Linked DNA regions of Hordeum vulgare: all the other regions are linked to region 1. The links are chromatin contacts, called in public Hi-C maps. All regions are on one chromosome and are shown on one strand. The core of a region is the stretch at or near the end of the contact, and the rest is flanking DNA. Distances in the headings are between cores, read along the strand shown.

The links. Hi-C and Micro-C count contacts between places; a contact is called where the count stands out from the background.
Region 2: a Hi-C map of leaf shows a contact between it and region 1, with 3 times the contacts expected there. The contact joins the promoter of LOC123440021 here to the promoter of LOC123443956 in region 1. A contact is called at or near these places in 3 of 6 Hi-C or Micro-C datasets (leaf and seedling) and 1 of 1 datasets of contacts at active chromatin or transcription factors (embryo).
Region 3: a Hi-C map of seedling shows a contact between it and region 1, with 4 times the contacts expected there. The contact joins the promoter of LOC123443959 here to the promoter of LOC123443956 in region 1. A contact is called at or near these places in 2 of 6 Hi-C or Micro-C datasets (leaf and seedling) and 1 of 1 datasets of contacts at active chromatin or transcription factors (embryo).
Region 4: a Hi-C map of leaf shows a contact between it and region 1, with 4 times the contacts expected there. The contact joins the enhancer-like site here to the promoter of LOC123443956 in region 1. A contact is called at or near these places in 2 of 6 Hi-C or Micro-C datasets (both in leaf).

The regions. Positions count from the first base shown.
Region 1 is chr3H:391,276,759-391,282,008 of MorexV3_pseudomolecules_assembly, reverse strand. It overlaps LOC123443956, which reads left to right and starts at 2,365. Exons shown (of 9, transcript XM_045120532.1): 1 at 2,365-2,466; 2 at 3,567-3,678; 3 at 3,783-3,865; 4 at 4,617-4,742; 5 at 4,842-4,962; 6 at 5,062-5,146. The coding sequence starts at 3,591.
Region 2 is chr3H:391,842,887-391,848,305 of MorexV3_pseudomolecules_assembly, reverse strand. LOC123440021 (AAA-ATPase At3g50940-like) reads right to left here and starts at 1,967. Exons shown (of 2, transcript XM_045116613.1): 1 at 647-1,967. The coding sequence starts at 1,624.
Region 3 is chr3H:391,884,728-391,890,438 of MorexV3_pseudomolecules_assembly, reverse strand. It overlaps LOC123443959 (probable isoprenylcysteine alpha-carbonyl methylesterase ICMEL2), which reads right to left and starts at 4,281. Exons shown (of 12, transcript XM_045120537.1): 1 at 3,692-4,281; 2 at 2,584-2,660; 3 at 2,327-2,396; 4 at 2,162-2,242; 5 at 2,003-2,077; 6 at 1,793-1,894; 7 at 1,280-1,417; 8 at 351-416; 9 at 133-273. The coding sequence starts at 4,140.
Region 4 is chr3H:391,906,495-391,911,581 of MorexV3_pseudomolecules_assembly, reverse strand. All of the region lies in intron 11 of LOC123443959 (probable isoprenylcysteine alpha-carbonyl methylesterase ICMEL2), which reads right to left. Among protein-coding and RNA genes, the nearest start is that of LOC123443960, 2.9 kb to the right of the region's middle. Within about 2 kb of position 1,306, at least 2 of the 3 cell types and tissues checked have open chromatin away from gene starts, as enhancers often do. A contact at or near this core is called in leaf, where this site is marked.

The DNA.
Region 1 (5,250 bases), core at 1,116-3,615:
GGCAGCGCGGTTTGGCCGCCTGACTTCTTCGACTTTCCGCCCTTCTTGATGTGCTCAAGCTGGCTCGTCTTGCCTTTCATAATCTTAGCGTCGGCAGAAACAGATCAAAGCAACACCCGCGGGGCGGAGGAAATAGAGGAGAATCAAGAGAAGGCACTGCTCCAACCCTGGCGTCGTCCAGGTTTATAACCGCCTGAGTGCTGGTGGACCTGCCCGATCTTTGTCTATCCCGATAACAAAGGAGGCGCAATATGTGGCGATAAGGGCGTCACGATAATCGAGGCATCGTTACCCCAGATGCCCTTGTTGTTGCGTCATCACCGCACATCGCGCGTTAACCAAAATTTTGAATCCCGTGAAATCTGGACCTGACGAAGTGATCTGTCACATCACAAGATCCTGTCAGTCACTCGGATCAACTTCAATGCTCAAATTCACTCAGACGTACTTCACAGCAGAATCGATCGGGGTGAATGACGAAGGCTTTGATCGACGCACAATTCTATTAAGCCTTGAAACATCTTCAAGATCTGTATGCCTCGATAAAATTTGCATCGACCCCTTCCTCACTCGAACTCCGATCCATTCGAGGGCTAATGATGGGGATATGTACGTAGGGTAGGGCCAGAGGCCTGACCTACATATCCTAAGGGCACCTCATTATTAACTTGAAGACTACAAGGAGGGCTCTGACTGGATAGCCATAGCGTCTGAGTCACTCGGTAAGAAATCACTCGGAAGATTCCCCCTTTACTCGACAATCAACTTCCACTTGGAAGGACAAGAAGCCAGTCGACGCAGAAGACGAGAAGCCACTCCAGGGAGGCCAACATGCGAGCGTTCGGCTGGTCGTTATAAGTAACATTAATTACATACGTTGTCAGTAACGTACACCTTTAAACTCCATTGATCGAACCCTTAGTTGCCCGGTATTGATGAGGGGCAGCACACTCTATATAACCCACCCCTTCCCTCTGGCACAAGGGTTCGCACCCCCGTAACACGCATTCCACACTACAAGAGCTCCCGAGCACTGAGACGTAGGGTTGTTACCTCCATGAGAGGGGTCTGAACTCATACATCTTGTGTACAAGTTTGCCGTAGCTAGGACTCTGCCCTCTCCTTTCGTACCTCATACCTGTATTGTCAGGTTCATTCCCACGACACTGAATTTGATGCATCCGGGAGGTAGATCTCTAATTTAAACATGTTCACGGACAACCGACCTGGAGGCCCGAAAACGAAGCCCGACATTTTGGCCGGGCTCGGGCTCCACTTTCTCGCCCGAAGCCTGGCCTCAAAGCGTGAATAAAGGCCGAAAAGTACCTATAAACATTTTTTATTCAAAAAATAGGTAATTTTTTTAATATAATATTTTAAATAAGATTAATTTAATTTAAAAACGCCACTGTTCATGTGCTTCGTGCCGGGTCAAACCGGGCTCGGGCTTGGGATCTTTTCTTCGGGTTTTGTCAACCCCAGTCCGACCCGACCCGGCCCCACCAATGATGAGGTTTAGAGCTCCTTTGGTTCAGATGAATTCAATAGGATTTTTATAGGATTGCAATTTTTTAGAATTTTTCCTACATTGATCCTTTGATTCATAGGATTAGATCATATAAAAAAATTCTTATGAATTTCTTTTATTATATTTCATAGAAAATCTAACATCCACTTCAACCTCTTTTGACAATTCTTTCGTTTTTTCTATGACATCAAACAGTCTTTACTAATTATATATGTTTTTTTTACGAATCAATCATATAGGGTTTAAATGAACATGCCAATTTAACCCTTTACTTTTTTTATTTCCGTGTTTTCAAAATCCTATAAATCAAAGATGCCGCCAATGTTATTCGAGGGTACGCAGATCGTGGCTTCGCAGTGCGGAGAGTCGTCGAGATCTGGTGCGATTTGCTTTAGCTCCTCCTCCCAACTCGAATTTGCCCTCTTTTTCCTCGTGTAGTCTTTTTATCAGTCACGGAAAAGGAAAAGAATAGGAAAGAAAAAGGGGCATCTTGGCATTTTTTTTTTTTTTGAAAGGAGCATCTTGGCAGTTGGCACCACGGAACCCTCCAACGTTGCGATCTCGCCCCTGAACTGTCCGTCCATAGTCGCGGGGTCCCCCGCACCGGTCGCTTTCGTGCCGTGTGGTATGGGCTAGTGGGCGTTCGTCATAATGATATCACATAACCAATGGCCTGCACCGCGAAAGAAAATTAAAAAACAAATCAGAGGAGAAAAAAAAAAGAAGGGGAGGAGAAGGAGACAGCAGGAGGCAGGGGGTCAGTCTTCTTCCTCTGTCCCCGTGCTGCTGCTGCTGCCGCCTTTGCGTCGGAGATTGCCCAGGTCTAGATTCGAGGAGGGCTCCCTCGCCCTCCCTCTCTCCCCCCGCTTCCCGTGGCTCCACTGTATCGGAATCCGCAACCGGCTCCGTTCCAAGCGGCCCTGGATTATTTTACGCAGGTTAGGTTTTGCCGCTGCCTCTGCTTCTACCAGCACTAGTATTACTCGTCTTCCTCGATGTTCTCTTCTGGTCTGTTCTGTAGTGGAGCTCTACTTCATTTGACTTCGCTAATCCCCAAACCCGATTTTGCTCCCCGCATTGCGCGCAGCCGCCCCGCTTGCTGCTGCCCCCGCCACATGACCCCCCAAGATTGTTCGGACACGAGCTCAAAGTTTCAGCTCACTGGCGAGAGAGACAGGAGATGATTGAGTGCTGCAGGACTAGGCCATGCCTGATTTACGGTGGAATTCGTTAGGGTCTCTCAAGATTCTCGCCTCCTTGCCCCCATGTCTTCCTTTTCCGCCGGTTTTGAGCTTGTGGCCAAGCAATGTTGCAAAGATTCGCCTCCTTCCTGCCTTCAAGTAATCCACAGCATCCTTGCCTCCTCACTCATATGTTTCAGACCTAACCTCGCCCTTCAGCTTGTCTAGAGCAAAACGGCAGCTGTCAAACGGTTTCCCACTTTTTGGGTTTCACTCCTTGAGCTTCATACAAGCTTGATTAGTTCCATTTCAAATGACCACTAATCAGTTCGTATAGTTGCTCCAGCTATTTCTGCTTCTGCTCTGGTACTGCCTATTTGAGTGATCCCGATCTGTGCCCAATTTGACTCTATGGTCTCTGCCAGTGTGCTAGTTAGAACATTGTACATACGGCCATGAAAGTCATAAATGGCAAAGAATAGATTTAAGTTATCGCGGTACGAAATAGGGAGCAGGGTAAAACAATTGAAATTCTACACTGGTGCTTCATTTGTTTTAGGACTATCTACATTGTTGAAATCGTTGTATCTATATACAACATCTTTCTTTAAGGAAGACCTTCTATGTAACGTTTTTACCATGATTTATTTTATTTTATTCCAACTAAGTCAAGTCACTGATATCCGCTGTAATTTCACAAACCATCTTCCTTTTATTGTTCTACTGCTATTGAAGTTATGATGTTAACTGCCTTTATATATTTTTCCTTCTCCTTTTGGGGTCTATTTTTATTTTGATATGCATAGCGCCGTTTTATAAGAGCTTAGGTTTGTTTCTTATCCTGTGTTTGGTTATAGGTTCCTGATATTGTTGTTGGAGGAATGTCCTCAGCCAGCTCTTCTCAGTCCCCTGCATCAACAGAGCGAGAATCTACAACTGCTAATGATAATGCGAGACCTCATGATCCAGGTGATAACAAGCATATTCTTGCGTCGTATCATCTCTCCACACTCAATACCCTAGTTATTTGTAGTCATTTTCATCTGTCAATCTGATCTTCGTTGATTTTGTAGGCGCTGATCCTGCTGGACCAGCACAAAGCAGACTTTCGCTGCAGTTGGATCAGCGGTCATTACATTTTTCTGTTAATGCTTGGGTAAATGGCTTAAATGGACAGATGTACTTTGTCAGCAATTACTGTATCACATCTACTTTTTCTATATGTCAACATCAATCCTTGTTGAACATCTTAGTCTTGTCTCAATTGATGCGTCTCTTAGAAGTGTCAGATCCATCTCAATCTTGTACTCCACCAGATAATTATTTCTAGGCTTAGTTGAATGCACTGTAAAACAACAGCTCACTTCTGTAAGTGAGATTAATCAGACTAACTGCTAGTCCGAGCATATTTTGCTTTAGCCAAGCCTGCGCACCGGTGTGCATGAAAATACCCTCATCTTGACCCTTCATTTGCCTAATGGAAGTTTAGTTTAAAAAAAAATCATAAGCGAATGGATGGTCAGGATTAGTGCAGAAAATAGGCATATGTTAGAGCAGATTAATACAGTGTTCTAAGTTATTGTTTCGCGAAAATACCAGTAGTCAAGTATAATTGATCCTTGGTTTTTGTAGGAACAAGATCTTAGTGCCCACCTTTTGCGTAATTTGAACTGTATGAATGGAACTTTATACTTTTGCCTGGAATTGCATCAAACTATCCATTTTATACTTTATAGTATCAGTTTCCCAACTTTTGATAGTACCTACGTTAGTCTGTGGAATGCGTAATCTTGTATGCTTTCTTTTAGCTTGCATGTATTAATGATGAGCAATGGGAGATTTTTTATGCGCGCAAAATACTCTTAGATAATCACATTATCTTTATCATACACCCTTTTTTTTTGTAGGTTCTTATTGTTGCGCTGATCGGCATCATTCCACTGGCAACACGACAACTGCAACTCAAGGGATATCGTTTGTCACTTCTTGGCACAACCTGTACCACAGGTTATACCATATTTGCTCTTTATGGGGTCAGTAACATGAAACTGAGTGTTGTATTTACCTTTTTTATTCTTCCTCCCACTTCAGATATCTTGCACAACTTAATTAACATTTCCTCTTCCTATCAGCTACCCAGAGTAGGGAACGTGCAGGCTGTTCAGGCCTGGTGCCACCATGTAACTTCATCAAAGGATTTTATACCTTTCATGTACTGCCTTATGTTTGTTACATCTAAACTACACTTGAAGCGTAAGCATATGATGTATTTAATCTTTGACATCAATTTTTTTATGTTACTACCCGAACGTCTAGCTTTCCTGCACATGATGAGTTAAACCTTTGTGACAGTTGTTTTGGTACCGGTAATTTGTTGGGCACTTGAACATGTGGCCAGATTTCTACGGCGCCATTTTACCAATTCCTCTCTGTACAGGTAAAATGAACCTGACAGATTTGTAGGAACATGTTTTGCCTTCTATGCATATACAGTCCATGTTATCATTCCAGCTTTGTGCATAAAGAATCAATAGCTTAGGC
Region 2 (5,419 bases), core at 718-3,217, 570 kb before region 1:
TACACTTAAATCATACAGATTTAGCATACAGTGTTTGATGTTATTGAAAAACAAAGGAATTGGAAAAAAAGATCGGACTGGATGCCAGATTTCCAATGAAATGTAGTATCACTTGGTTCCATAGAAAAAAAATCCTATATGATTCAATCTTGTGAATTAAACGGCAAACATAGAAAAAATATTATGGATTCTAATTGAAATTCCTTTGAATCAAAGGAGCCTTTATAATTTGGAAACCACAAGAAATGAAGTGGTAACTGCTCTTGTTGGATAAACAACAGTAGCACGGCAACGACTATAGAGTTGTTGCCTATACAGTGACCCAGATCAGTGACTTGCTGGTACTTGAAGCAAACCAAATCAGTGCTGTCGTTTTCTTGTTTAGTGAGGGTGCGATACAGTGCCCAGAGCTTCGTCTGATTGTTTCGATGTTGGAGTACAGACTACAGAGTAGTACTGGCAAGAATTGTTTCTAGAAAATGAAAATAGTACAAGAATAGTCAAAGGAGTAGAGCAATTTGCTCGTCGTCCATTGCAACTTTCAACATGACTAGGATTTGTCTATTGCAAGTTTGCAACTTGCAACATGAGTTGGATTAGTACTAAAGCAACTTGCAACATGAGTTGGATTAGTACTAAAACTAACCTTGTGATTCTTGGAAGCAGGGATGCCCCCGTCGGAGCTTCCCTTGGCTTCCCTCCGTGGCGCCGTCGCCACGGCGCAATCGACATCTTCCACCAACAATATGGACCTGTTCTTCATCCGAATCAGCAGTTTCCTCAGCTCGGTGTTGGACCTGACGCCGCCGACGTCGAGGTCATACACGTCGAAATGGAGGTTGTTGGAGATCGCGGCGACCAAGCTGGACTTGCCGGTGCCGGGCGGGCCGTGGATCAGGTAGCCCCTCTTCCACGCCCTTCCCGTCTGCCGGTAGTACTCCTTCCGGGTCAAGAACCTGTCCAGGTCGTCCACCACGGCCTGCCGCAGCGCGGCGTCCATGGCCACCGTCGCGAACGTCGAGGCGTTGCGGAGCCTCACGGTCCGCCACTTGCCCCACTCGTTGCTGTAGAGCTTGGTCTGCCTCTGCTCCTGGGACATGGCCTCCACGCGGGCCATGACGGCCGGCAGGTAGGAGCCGAGCACCATGTCCTTGTGCTCCGCGTCGAAGCTGAGCTTGAACACCTCGCGCGCGTCCTCCGTGGTCCGCCGCCTGCCGCCGCCTCCGTCGTGCTTCCTGCTTAGGCGCCACGTGACCTTTGCCCCGTCGAACACATCGACGACCGCCGTGCCGGGGCGCATGGCGAGCAGGACGTGGTCCGCACCGGCCCCGCGCGGCAGGCTAGCCTTCATCAGCGGCACGGACGGTGCCGCGGCGAGGAGCGTGGAAACGTACGCCTTGGCCGCCATGAACACGCGGTTGTACAGGGCGCCGTCGAACTCCTCGATGAGCACGGCGTGGCGCCGGGAGGAGGCTGGTGGCAGGAGGAGCAGCGCGCCGAGGGCCGTGCCTGGGAGGACGTCGGCGAGCACCCGGCGCAGCAGCATGGCCGCGCCCAGCACGGAAGTTGCCGTCGTGACGGCGCTCTTGTACCGTTCCAGCACTCTGCTGTTCGGGGATGTCATGGCCACGGCGGGTTCCAACTTCCAACTGACGCTGTAGCAGTGGGGGTTTGCTTAAGGTTTGGATCTTCTAGTCAGGTGCTTAAGTTGGTTTCTGTGGAGGAACTAAGGAGAGCATTTAATCGGAGTCGTAAAAAATGCAAGGTCGGTTCGAATGGGGACTGATGATTGATCATTCGCTGTGATCGGTGCTTGCGACTTCACAAAGAAAGATTAGTGGGTCTTGAATCTGGAAAGCTTTTAGTTCCAAACATGTGGACAACCGGGTTTGGGTAGGTACGACGTGGAGAACACGGATGCAACCCCTTAACCTGGTGACTGGTTTCTTCGAAACTTCCGAGCGACCGCCCCCGCACCAAGGACGTCAAAAGCGAACATTATAATGAAAGCACTATAGCAAACATGTGTGTGCGTTATAATAAAAAAATCACATACTCCTAACATAATCTCTACCACTCTCCCTAAAAATAGGGAAAATGTTTAGACCCGGCGTGTCGAACAAAGCGTTGCGCCGCATGCGTGTTGCGCGTACGATCGCTTCGTTCCAACACTTCTGATTCCCCGCACGGATTTCTATAGTGGTCACATCCCACGTTCCTTCCTCGCTTCCTCGTCTTTGTGTTCTTCCTACCTCTGTGCCATGAAAGCGGTAGAAGCTGCATGCCGCCAACGATGGTTGCACCTGGTTGCTTCGAGCCGACAGACTGCCCCGGATGCTGTCGGCCGGCGGCCGCAGCTGGTTTTGCTCTGCGCTGGCTCATGATAGTCATAAAAATGATGCATACGGCTACACGGGAGCTGCAACCAGCAAATGGAGGAGCTGCAAACAGCAAGGCGACGGGGGGTGGGTGATCCCATGGCCGACAGGTGAGGTTGCTGCACGAGGACCTGCAGGGATGGTGTCGCGAATGCTACATCACGTACCACAAAAGCTACAAGCGTTCAAAAAAAAGGTACAACCGCGTCTATGAGAGTTGCAACCAAACTTTACGGGAGTTGTAGCCGCAGTCATCCAGCGATTTTTGCTACAAATGTGTCAAATTTTTGCTACAACCGTCGACAATTTTTCCGCTACAAACGTTGGCATGGCCGAGCTGCAACCATGATGAAAAAAATGCTACAACCATTATACAAATTTGCTACATCCGTCATTGTGTTTTTTGCAACCGTATTCTGTCAGCGGAGCTCATCCGAGAGCTTGAGCCCAAATCCATGACAACAAGTAGTTGATTCCAGATGTATGGCATGGTTGAAGCAAACCCCAAGTCTCGTAATAGACGGGGAAGACCCTCCTCGAGCTAATCCTGCCACCGGCAATAAAAACCCGACGGATCCGGCCGCAGCCGCCGTGGATCAGGGATGGGCCGACACGGGGGCACGAGGCTCTGTTTGTCCTCGTGCATGCCTGTGGGGTGAGGTTGCAACATTTGGTGCAACTTTTTCCTTCAAGGCCTTCGATGGGATCACACGTAGATCCAACGAACGTGGCTGGCTGCATCCGACGGTCTGGGCTGGATCGGCCGTACCGTTGCGCCGGTCTGCCGGCACATATCACTGCCCTAATAATAAACCATGGATAGCTTATGTCGTACGTCGTGACAATTTTGCAAAAAGCCCCTTTGTTTTATTGAAATCAACCCGCAACCCTTTCTTAAGTGAGGAAAAAGTTTCGTTCACGAATTTGCAAATAAATCTTTATAGTTTGCGGTATTCAACCACGATCCTTTTAAAAGTGAGAAACAAATAACAGAGACACAAACGAGAACGGGCTCTCCTTTGTCTCCCTCGTCTCCCGATCCCAACCGCCATCTCTCAATCCGGTGTCGCCTCTCCTCTCTCTCCCTCGCGTCCCGATCCCAACCGTCGTCTCTCGATCTGGTGCTGCCCCGACCATCGGGGCTTGGTGTCGATGGATCTAGCGGCGGGTGCGGCATCTTGCTCCGGTGGCGACGGAGCCCTGCCTATCGAGAGAAAGAGAGATAGATGGTGTCAGGAAGAGAGGAAGAAAGGAGAAGGAGAAGGGGCACACGCCGAGGAGGCGGTCGCCGGCGGCTCCGGTTCTGGTGACTGGCCGACGGGTAGGGAGACGAGCTCCTGTTGAGGCGGCGGGGCTCAGTGCGGGCTGGTTCCTCGGGATCGAGCCTTGGCTCTCCCGAGGCGTGCGGTTGCGGGCTTGGATCGGGGTGATCCTTCTCCCCCGCCCTCCCCCTCCATGGCCAACGACACGTGGTGCGGCAACCTTCTCCGCCCCTGCCATGGCTCCTCTCTCTCCCCTTCGCCTCCCAATCCCAGCCGCCAGGAGCCACCCCACCCCGTCGCTCGATCCGGTGCCGCGTCGATCTAGCGGCGGGTGTGGCGTGTTGCTCCGGTGGCGATAATGCCCCGCTGATCCAGAGAAAGATAGATACATGGCATGAGGGAGAGAGGAAAGAGAGGAAGAAAGGAGAAGGAGGAGGGGTAGAAGGTGAGGGAGGTGGTCGCCAACGGTGGTGGCTCCGGTGACCAGTCGGTGGGCAGGGAGACGAGCTCCTATTGAGGCGGCGGGGCTCGGTGCGGGCTGGTCCCTCGAGTTCAAGCCTTTGCTCTCCCGAGATGTGCAGTTGCGGGCTTGGATCGGGATGAATCTTCTCCCGCGCCCTCCCCCTGCATGGCCAACGGCACGAGGTGCGGGTGTGCGGCAACCTCTTCCGCCCCACCATGGATCCTCTCCCCCTCCCCCGCGAGCGCCCTCCTCACCCTCTCCCCACTCTCGGCTGATCCCCAAGGCTGCACCCTCCCTCTGTCGTAGATCTGGTCCGGACGATCGCTGGACCGAGCTCGAACCACACTGCATGTCTTGGATGGCTGGAACATATTGTGGCCATCTCACATTCAGGTTCAATGCCATTGGATGTGCCATGTGAAACGTGCAACATTCTAAGCGGCGGTACGGTAGTCCGAATCCTGATGTTTTTGTTGGGGAACGTCGCATGGGAAACAAAATTTTTCCTACGCGCACGAAGTCCTATCATGGTGATGTCCATCTACGAGAGGGGATTTCCGATCTACGTACCCTTGTAGATCGCACAACAGAAGCATTAAGAAACGCGGTTGATGTAGTGGAACGTCCTCACGTCCCTCGATCCGCCCCGCGAACCGTCCCACGAACCGTCCCGCGATCCGTCCCACGATCTAGTGCCGAACGGACGGCACCTCCGCGTTCAGCACACATATAGCTCGACGATGATCTCGGCCTTCTTGATCCAGCAAGAGAGACGGAGAGGTAGATGAGTTCTCCGGCAGTGTGACGGCGCTCCGGAGGTTGGTGGTGATCTAATCTCAGCAGGGCTCCGCCCGAGCTCCGCAGAAACGCGATCTAGAGGAAAAACCATGGAGGTATGTGGTCGGACTGCCGTGGCAAAAGTCGTCTCAAATCAGCCCTAATACCTCAGTATATATAGGAGGGAGGGGGAGGGAAGAGGCAGCCTCAAACCCTCAAGGTTTGGCCGAAATTGGAGGTGGAGGAGTTCTACTCCAATCCTACTTGGAGTAGGATTCCACCTTCCCACTTGGAAACTCTTTCCACCTTGTGTTTTTTCCTTCTCAAACCTTATGCGCCTTAGTGGGAACTTATTCCAGCCCACTAGGGGCTGGTTTATCTCTTCCCATAGCCCATGAGACCCCTTGGGGCGTGACACCCCTCCCGATGGTCCCCGGCACCCCTCCCGGCACTCCCGGTACACTACCGATGAGCCCGAAACTTTTCCGGTGACCAAAACAGGACTTCCTATATATCAATCTTTACCTCCGGACCATTCC
Region 3 (5,711 bases), core at 3,032-5,531, 610 kb before region 1:
TGAAATGCAGATGGACTTGCAGCGTAGAAGGATTTCCTTTTACCACACATCATCAAGAAATTTCGGAGGATAAGTGAGTATGGTTTGCCCTTCATTGTTTTAAATAAACATGTGCAGGCGGCATAAACAAACCTGGCAGATGATGGTATTGAATAATCATCTGTTCCATGCATAAGAAATATACGAGGCAGTAGAGCTATGGTCCGGGCACTTGACTCCTTGACAACAATTTCGGGAGAATAACGTGACAATGATTCTTCTCCATCCATTATACTGAAACAGTAATTGTGCTTGGTGTTGGTATCAAATTATTATTAAATAAATGGACCAAAGCATAGTCATATTACTACCTGAAAAATATTGAACGGTTCAGACCACGCTGATGGAAATGGTCGACCAAATTATGGAGGTTGTATCTGCAAAACTATTACTGTTATTTACTGAACCATGTGAGTGTCCATCAGTATACAACCTCAGAAAGCAAACATAAAATATTGGAGGTCAAGGTTTATTTGTAATCCAATGAAAAAGAAATATCACAATATATATTTGTAAAATAACTTTGAAGTACAAATCTATCAAATTCCATGCGACATTTGGAATATGATGGTGTCCCCTTTTTAGATAAGAAGCAATTTTAGTGCACTCATAGTTGACGAAAATCAAGCTGCAAGAGGTTGAGATAATAAATCATAATGCTTATAATGCATCATAGATAACCATAAATGATTGTGGGTATCGAACTGGAACTAGGTGAAGCAGTTTGGTAGTGGCGTCATTCCAAAATTTTAGACCAAACTATTATTGTGATTACTGGCACAGAGGAAAACTTAGAAAAATTATAAGGTCTTCTACAAGACAATCTGTACATTCTTGGCGACAAATACAAGCCATCTGGTTGCAAATACAACGACAACAATTGGTTTGGTTCTCCTATTTTAAGACTAGCTCCCATATTGATACTGATCGAATTAGTTCAAATCCAGAACAGACAAAATATGATCACTGAATTACTTTTTGAAGACGCGAAAAGGCAACCTAATGTGTACCCAGTATCTGACCAAATATGCGTTAGTCAATATCTTCCAGAGAAATCACTCAATATGCTGTCAACAATATAGAATTTAGCCTCTGGTTATGGGTTTTAAGGAGAATTAGAAAATCCCTAAAGTGTCATCACAGCTTAGAGGAGCTCTGATGCTTGTACTATCTTCAGTTTCACCAGTAGTTAAATAGTCAAACCACAAAAGACTAACCAGCGAGGAACCTAAGATCTCACCCTCCAGATAAACCAAAGTATGCTTTGGTTTGTGTAACGCTCCAAGAAATGGGCTGCCCGCTAGACTCTTTTACTGCCTGTTCCATTAGGACACATGCTGAAATATGTGCTCCTGCTGACTGACCCATCAAGTAGATCCTACAATTGCCGTGGATATATAACAAAACATCACTCTGGTGGAAGTTATCAGTAATGATAATAAACAGAATGATGTAAATATATGCCATTAACATAATGCAAAATGACATGGAAATATTTATAGAACTTAAGCTAGCACAAGGGCTTTAAGTAAAGTTCTAAGAAGTGTCCAATGACACGTTTAAGAAGAGGTCAAGTTTCCCGAGTTATTCATCAATAATTTGTGGCTATCTAGCTGACAACCATGGGCTAACCAGATCGTGCATCTTATTAAGCAAATGCCATGAATTGGCACATAAACTTAGCCTAAGGGATAAAACTGCTCTTTGTGATCCTTTAATAGACACTTCGTACACACAAAAATGGTTATCTTACTGATTAGGATCACCTCCATAACTAGCAATGTTGTTACACACAAATGAGATCCCCTGAGAAGCATCGCTAACCATGTCACTTATTGTTCCTTGCGGAAAATTTCTGAAAATAAACGTGTGAATATTGTGTCAAGCAAACAAAAAGTGAAACAATTATTTCATATTATTAACAAAATAATATGGAGTGATTTCAATGGAAATAGAGCATCACCTGTAATCAATGCAAGCAACTATGATTCCTCTCTCAGCCAATCGCCTGCCAAGAAGAGCACCCCATGCCTTGTAACTGAATTTCGAGCAAGGTTGTCAACAAATGGAGTCGCCACGAATGATTAACGTATTGCATAGTTGCAAGAATATCAACACTCACCCAATAATCCAGGCCCCGCCAGTTACAAAGGCCACCACCGGACAGGGTCTTCTATTATCTTTGGGTATATACAAATCCAACCTGTAGAATGCAATTGTCATAAAACTGAAAAAATAAACATAGGATTGACTTCTGGGGCATTGGGGTGGGGATGGTTGATGTTACCTGTTTCTCGGTTGTTCTCCATAAACTATACTTCTACGAACCTGACTTGAAAAGAAATAGTAAAATCCAACTGCAATAAGAAAGAACTGTTTTCAGAATGCCATATTCTAATGAAATGAGCCAACAATCCAAGGGTCCATTCGAGAAGATCACATGAACATCAGAAATAACAAAGAATATCCATCCACATGCTCTTTGATGTGCATAATAAGAACTGATATCGCAATCCCTGAAATGTTGACCTGTCTGCAATATACCTTGCAAAAAACCTGGCATAAGTAGAACAGCGTAGACTGCGAGGGCAAGAAGCTGCCTCATCCAGCGGTAACCTAACCTGAATAATAATAAAATTAGAACGGGAATAGAAAAATATCAACAGTGGTTCTATTCATCGATACACTCTAACAAAAAGGGTGAAAATTATCAGTGAATCTTAACCTATCAAAGTGAACATAGTTTTGAACTACAACGATGGTGAGAATTTGTATGGCCTCCCCATGCCATACTTCGAAATAAAATGCCTTAATATATTCCCTGCAATTTTCAGTACCGACTCATAGTGCAGCATCAAAGAGATACAAACACAATGAGCACACAACCTGCCTTTGCGCGACTAGGATGCACACAACTAAGTACTCTAGTGAATACATGACAGGCTTATTTATGTTTCAGCAGAACTAGTTGCAAGATCGTCCCCTCGATGTATCTCTTGTAAACGATTATGACAGAAATAGTTGTATTGTTGTAGCAAAGATTCCAAACACGATTCTAAGGCAGATAAAAGCGATCCTTCGGGTGGCTTGATATATGATCTTGTCAGACCTTTGTGGAATAATTAATAAAAATGGTTGTATGCATCGATTGATGCAAAGGCCGGGGGTTGAACCTCCTTTTCTAAAGAAAAAAAAGATAAAAGCGATCCCCCCTTGTTCCTTCTTTACAAGGCCAAGATCACCAAATCTTGGTGGATACCAAGTTTTTTTGTTTGTATCTGAACAAATGGTTTGTTATGGAACGACAAAGCCCGCACGGCAGGGAAACACGAAAGCCTTGAACAGTTATGTGGTCCCCGAAGCTCTGAGCTTAATTCAGTCCATGCCCCTCACGCAACCGCGTAATCAAACAACCTTGTGGAGTTGGCTTCTCCATAGGATTTGATATGAAGCTGCCTTGGCAACTCAACCATCTCAACGACCACCGGACACAAGGAACTTTACTAGAGCAGAAGGTTGCTACAGCATGAAAACCGTCACCACCGTGCGTGTTGCACTTGCATCATCATACTACTATCGTAGCGTTCGCCCTCGAGTCGGAGCACCTCATGGCGATGGAGACGGTGAAGCAGCGAGGAATTTTGCTGATTACCCGAGGTACTGGAGTAGGGTGAAGGTGAGGCGCGTGACGAGGTAGGTCTCCGAGGCGGCATGGCCGACGTCGTGGCGGAAGGACGACTGCCTCCTGGGACCGGCCCCCGGGGGCCTCGGGGACGCGGACTGCACGGGCGACGAGCGGCGGCGGCCGGCGGAGTCGCTCCGCGGGAGGAGCGCGTCCGCCTCGTCCCCGGAGGAAGGAGGCTGCATTGCCATTGCGTGGCGAAGGCTCGGGAAGGTCCGCCGGGCGGTTGGGAGTGGGAGATTCGAGTTGGTGCGGAAGAACGGAGCGGGGAGGAGGGGTGTGCCTAAATAGGAGGAGGAGGCGGGCGGGGAGCGCGAGCGCAAGTGCGTGGCGTGGAGGGACGCGTGGTGGAGGCGAGGCGAGGCGAGGCGAGCGCAACATGCCGCAAGTCCTCGTTTGCCTCCTTGCTGCTTCGACATCCTTCCGGCGCGGGCGGACTTTTGCGGGAGCCGGGCGAGGCTTTCGGTGCTCCAGGAGTCGAATGTAGAGTTGGATACAGCAACACGAATGGAATGGTGTCCAAGTTCGAGAAATTATTTACTCGTGGTAGTAGTACACACGACACGATACACTCGTCGTGCGTTATGGTCACAGACAGAGCATACGTATATCCTTTGCCAGCACAAGGATGCGTACAAGGCTCGATCATGGATGATTTGTACGCGACACTGAGGAGATCTCTTCCATTATTAGAAAAGATAAATAAATGAAATGATGACAACAAACATGAGAGTGTGTACCTAAATGGCTCGATGATGCAATGTTTTGTATGGGCTAGAATGATTGGTGACTAGGGTACCGTGGTAGGGCCGCGTAGATGATTGTGGCGTGAGGCAGGGGAATCTTTGCAGGTTCTAGAGCTTTGTTTGCGGTCTGTGGAGCGGGGCGTGGCTGGCTCTAGGGTGCGGCGGTCAGGCGAACGCCGTTGCCGTCCGCGTCCGGCTCTGTGGGCCCGTGATTACGTGTCGCCGCGCCACGCGTTAGAACCCAAAGTGACTTTGCTCCGACACGGCTGACCGTCTGATGCGACTCATTGGAGTCGCGCTGGTTTACATTCCTCCAACGAATTCTGAACAAACTTTACTAGTAGAATGGTCGTGTTCATATAAATGAATTTAAAAAATAATTAAAATCCTTTTCATAATCGAAGCTCGTTTCTTGAGAGCAATTTTAATTGGACGACCTATTTCGTCCGACTCATCTGTTTGGGTAAGCGCGGACGGGAAAGTCAACTCAAGCTGTCGATCCAAACGGATGTGCGACTACTTTTCGTTCGCGTGCCGATCCATTCCCGGTCCAATTTTAAGCCTCATTTAGGTCGGCACAGACACGAAGCGGACGCGGATGACGCGCGCGTACTCCTTTCCCTCGTCCTCCAATCGGTGACACATTGGTCGTTCTCCACCCCTGTCGACAGCTAGCCCTCACCTCGCCCTCACCCCGTCGTCGCCATCGCCCATTTTCGGTGCCTCGGCCACCGGCGCCTCCTCCCGTACCCCCCCCCAAACGCCGACACCTACCCACGCCGTCGGCTGCATCGCCGCCGGGCTACCGCAGCTTCCCACACCCCAATCCGACGTCGCCAGTTTGCTTTGTCATCCACGTCCGCAAATTGTTCGGCAGTTTGCCTCAAGGTACAAATGGATACGCCGACGAGTTCTTTTTTCATAATGTTTTGTGCGACTCCGACGATTCCTCATCTGACGATGAGGGGATGCTGCTTGCCGTGTTGGTCCATGACCACCTTAATAGGCAACGTCAGTTGTTCCGGGTCTCAATTTCGGGGCATGTTCCGGCGTTGAATCGCAACCGAGAGAGCGGCCATTTCCTTCTATGGAAGGACTACTTTGACACAACCAATCTGTTGTTCAAACATTAGAAATTCCGGTGGCGTTTTCTTATGGCTAGGCATGTTTTCAACTAGATTCGAGAGGGGGTGGTCAGATACGATGACTACTTCGAGTGCAAAAAGGATGCCATTGGAAAGATT
Region 4 (5,087 bases), core at 57-2,556, 630 kb before region 1:
ACAATCTCACGGTCTAAGAAAATGATACTTGACATTAGAAAAGCTTCAGCACACGAACAACACGATCTAGTGCTATGCTTAGGATTGGGTCTTGTCCATCACATCATTCCCCAATGATGTGATCCCGTTATCAATGACATCAAATATTCATGATCAGGAAACCATGATCATCTATTGATCAACGAGCTAGCCAACTAGAGGCTCACTAGGGACACATTGTGATCTATATATTCACACATGTATTACGGTTTCCGGTTAATACAATCATAGCATGAATAATAGAACTGGAAATATAATAATAACAACTTTATTATTGCCTCTAGGGCATATTTCCAACACTACCGGCGTCAACAGCCGCATCCTCCGCCGTAGCAACCACGCACCACAGCCCCTGGGCATCAAGGAACGCTTCCACCTTGATCGCCTAGGGAGTGTAGTTCGATGGCGTCAACGGCGGGACCGGCGGCGACATCGCGCCACCGCCGCCGCCTCCGTACGGAACCAGGGTCATGGCCGCCGGCGATCCCTGCTCAAGGCTCTGATGCCAATTGTTGTTACCGCAGCGTCCCTCCGTGCTCTGTGAAACCTCTCTCTTGTCGGAACAGCCGAAGGAAGAAGAAGTGGAGAGCGCAGAGACACAGTGGGGATTTTTCCTGACGCCAGGGCACACACCCACGCCTCCACTCGCTCGCCCCGCGATCCGCTTGCTCCGCTCGCACCCACGATGCGCACCAACGCGTCTCGGTTCACGCTCGGGCTCAACACATCGCTCGCGATCACCGCGCGGCTCGCCAACAGGCTGGCGACCCACACACCTACGACACGGCCACACACCCGTGCATGCACACACTAACCTACGCACAAGCCAGCCGTGGACTCGCTGCACCCGACGCGCCCTGGTGCGCACCCCAGCCACAGAGTCCGTCATGGCTTATTTGGCCAACAGGTGCTGCTGCAAAACATAGGGGTTGCAGACGCGACGGGGCACACCAGAGCCATGCAACTGAGATGGCCGTAGTCGCCCTCCATCGACCTTGCATGTTGGTGTGGTGGCCGGCGTCGCCTTCTTCTTTTTGCAGCTGCACCCGGTGACGAGGATGCAGGAGTGATGTGGTTGTGTTATCCCCTCTAATTTCAAACATTGATGAAGTTGGACGGAGGATGCATCAAGACGGCGACCGGTGGCAGCCCCTATCGATTTTCTTGCGGCTATGGTGGTCTTCGCCATGGGTTCTCTCCTTTGGTTGTCCGGATAAATGAGATTGGAAGGGGGAAGAAAAGAAGCAATGTGTGGAGGAGGCAGCTTCGTCCTGAGAGATAAAGTTAGGGAAGCGGTGGGCCTTCTCACGCGGACACATGGCGTGTAGAGGAGGGGGTTTACGAGATGCAAAAATCAGTGAGTAGATTTAGAGACTTTTCCAACTTACACACGTTTGACTTTCTTTCAAGGAAATTGGAAAATATATATCTAAATAGTTAGCCTCACAAACATTTTTTCTCAACATATAAGCATATCACCTCATCAATCAACATACAATAAAATTGATTCATCTCAATATATGGTCATGCATAAAAAAGGTTTCATATTAACATGCATACATGCATAAGATATTTAATAAATAACTAGACCTCACTGACCTATTTCTCCCATCAAGTAAGGATGTCACAGAAAGGTTCCCCTCAATATGCTATCATGGGTACAAAAGTTTCACCTAAACATGCAAACATGCATGAGATATTTAATGCTATAAGTAACTATTTAAGAGCAACTCTACTAGACCCCTTATATCTTCCCGATCCGCAAAATAATTGTCATTTTATAATTTTGCGGTGAAAAAGTGTCTCGGACAGACCCCGTAAACGCGGTTGCCGTAGATGCGGCTGACCCTTACAAAATTTTAAATGGCGCAATAAAATTGCCCCTCTGAGTCGAGAATACACAGTTTTCCCCTCGCCCCGACGACGCCATGTATCTCGCGAAAGCGGTTGGCAAGAGCGACATTTTAGCCCGCGCTTGTTCCCCTTCCCATTCCCTAACCACCCAGCACCGTCGTCGCCTGCGATTTCGACCATATCCGTCACCAGAATCACGTTGCCAGACCGCTCCACACCCCGCTCCATCGCGCCGCCTCGTCGCCCCCGGATGCCCGCCGACACAGATCTACGGCGGAGCCGCCGCCGGCCCGCCTCCACCTCGAATTCAAGAGTTTGCGGTCGTCCCCAGCCCACCGGCGGTCAGTCATTTCGTGCCCTTTTCTAGTTCGATGTAGCGGTTGATTTGACGAAGGAAATTCGTTCATGCGAGCTCGGGTGTGCCATTTTGTACATGGATTTGAGCCATTGCGAGGAGTTTTTGCTCGAGAATTCATACTCGTCGGACGACTCGGACATAGAGTCGCTGCTCGAGAGACATCGATGACAAATGATGGTGATGGTGCCCGCCATGAAGAAGCACGAGGATTGGAACCGAAAGAGACAGCCAGGATCAACCGTCGGCCGCCTGTACATCCCTCGCAACCGCCATCTTGAAAACGAGATGCTCATGCAAGACTACTTCACGGAGAATCCAACGTATCTGCCGCACCTCTTTCGGAGAAGGTATCGAATGTGTCGATCCCTCTTCATAAATTTAGTGCAAGCTTGCGAGGCAAATTCGGGTTTTTACTCAAAGAAGAAACGCCACTGGCTTGAAGGGTTTTAGCGCATATCAAAAAATCTCAACAACTATGCGAATGATTGCATATGGCGTTCCGGTTGACTATGCCGACGAATATCTTCGCATTGACGAAGATACTACAATAGAGTTAGTGCATAGATTTGGACCTGTCTATCTTCATACACCCGACGAAGAAGACACAAAAAGTTGATGACAACAAGTGAGAGGAGAGGTTGGCCTGGTATGCTAGGAAGCGTTGATTGAATGCATTGGACTTAGAAAAACTGCCCGAAGACATGGCACGGGCAGTATTGTGACAAGTCTCATGATGCAACAATTATGCTAGAAGCCGTAGCATTCAAGGATTTATGGATGTTCTTTTTTGTATGCCGGATACTCTCAATAATATCAATGTGTCGCAATTGTTTTATTTATTTGCTAGACTTGCTAGTGGTGATGCTCATGCTTACAACTACATGGTCAATGAGCATGAGTGCATCAAGGAATACTATCTTGCAGATGGTATTTATCTTTTTGGTGTATATTTATTAAGAGTATAAAAAACCAAGTACTAGGAAGCATGTTGAATTTGCAAAAGTACAAAAGGTTGCTTGAAAAGATATTTAAAAAGCTTTTGAGGTTTTGCAATCAAGATTTACTGTTTTGCGGTCCTGCTCATTTTTGGGACAAACGAACCCTGAAGAACATCATGAATTGCTACGTGATTCTTCACAACATTATCCTTAAAGATGAGAGGGACATGAACTTGAAATTCTTCCGATAATGTTGATAGCTGTGTGAAACCAGCTAGAGACCTTGACTGCATATAAACATTTTTTTAGACATACTGACAAATTAAGGACACAAATACCCACTATCAACTTCAGGAGGATCTCATTGAACAACTTGATAAATGCATAAACAGTAATTTCTGTCATTTTTCCATTCATTTCATTTAATTCATGTGTGATTTGCATCATTATTGTATTCAGAACAATTTTTTATTTAATTATTAAATTATTTCAGTGATTTGAATAATTATTCTAATCTAAATGATTGTTGTATTATGATTTAGATATTCAATCTTATGTTTAATATATCATATTTGAGTCAAATCCAGCCAATACCACATTTTTAGGGCCGCATCACGGAGTTGTAAAACAAAATATTCAGTTCTACGACGTTCTGTTGCGGCCCTCGCCAGCCCGTAAAAATCATTTTTTGCAACCTGTAAATGTGGAATATGGGTCTTGATATCATAGGTCTGCTAGAGTTGCTTTAACAACTATATACAATAGTCAAACACAATAATACATACATATTTTAACTATTAGCTGTCATATTGTTCTCTGAATATTCATATTCAATACAATCGAATATCATCAAAATACATTGTACTCCCTCCGTTCCTAAATAATTGTAATTGAGGAGCACTAGAGTCGTCCTCCTCCAATACAATTATTTAGGAACAGAGGAAGTAAAATATTCCGCAACAACTTGCAGGGTATTATCTAGCACAATCAACTACGAATCAGAGTCCCCCCAAAAAAACTGCGAAACAGAGTACAAGGTACTCACTAATTCAACATCCTAACATAACCCCTCATGTCCTCATACCTTCTCAGGGACACATGCAACTAAATTGTTATAAATCCCATAGAATCAGCAAAAGTAAAAAAAAGACGCCATGGCAGCTTGCCAAACGCAACACAAGCTATATGCCGAGTCCCCTAGGTCGGAGGGGGAGATCATCCACACATTAACAGAAACCAGGCAGCAAACCTTCTTGTAGATTTTATCCTTCGGAACCTTCTTGGTGCCATTGTGCGTTAATGACTCAGGGAATAATATACCTAACATTTCGAATGGCAAACTTCACGTCCGGTATGTTGCACCTCCTACCAGACTACAAGGCATCCAATTCTGTAAGAAAGCATCCAGCTGCACCGTGCCGTCAATCACTTGCTACAATAATTCAGGACGCCTTTATTCTTGCTTCATGGAGGATTTGTACTCTGCACGCTTGGGAGACCCAAGAAGCGGCCTATAAATACCTTGGTCCATCTATTCCCAGTTCATCAAGTGCACGACAGCTTAAGCTTCTGAGCCTTCCAGTGCCGGAACAGAGCAGCATATAAGAATGGCATCCCTGAAGGCCGTGAAGCCAACCGGACTTGAAGGGCAGGCCAAGGAGCCTACCAAGGTTAGTGCCACTAAGGGGCCTGCAAAGCTCAGTAACACGGCGACCAAGCCAGCAGCCGCCAAGGGCGGCATCAAGAAGGCTGAGTCAAAGCCACGGGAGCCTAAGAAGAGGGTATAACCTGCAGCTGGTGTTATATTGAGGTCCTTATAACCTTCACCTTGCATGCTCTTTCCCTAATGATTTGGTGTGTTTTCAAATGACAGCAGGTCAAGAGCACCAAGCCAGCAG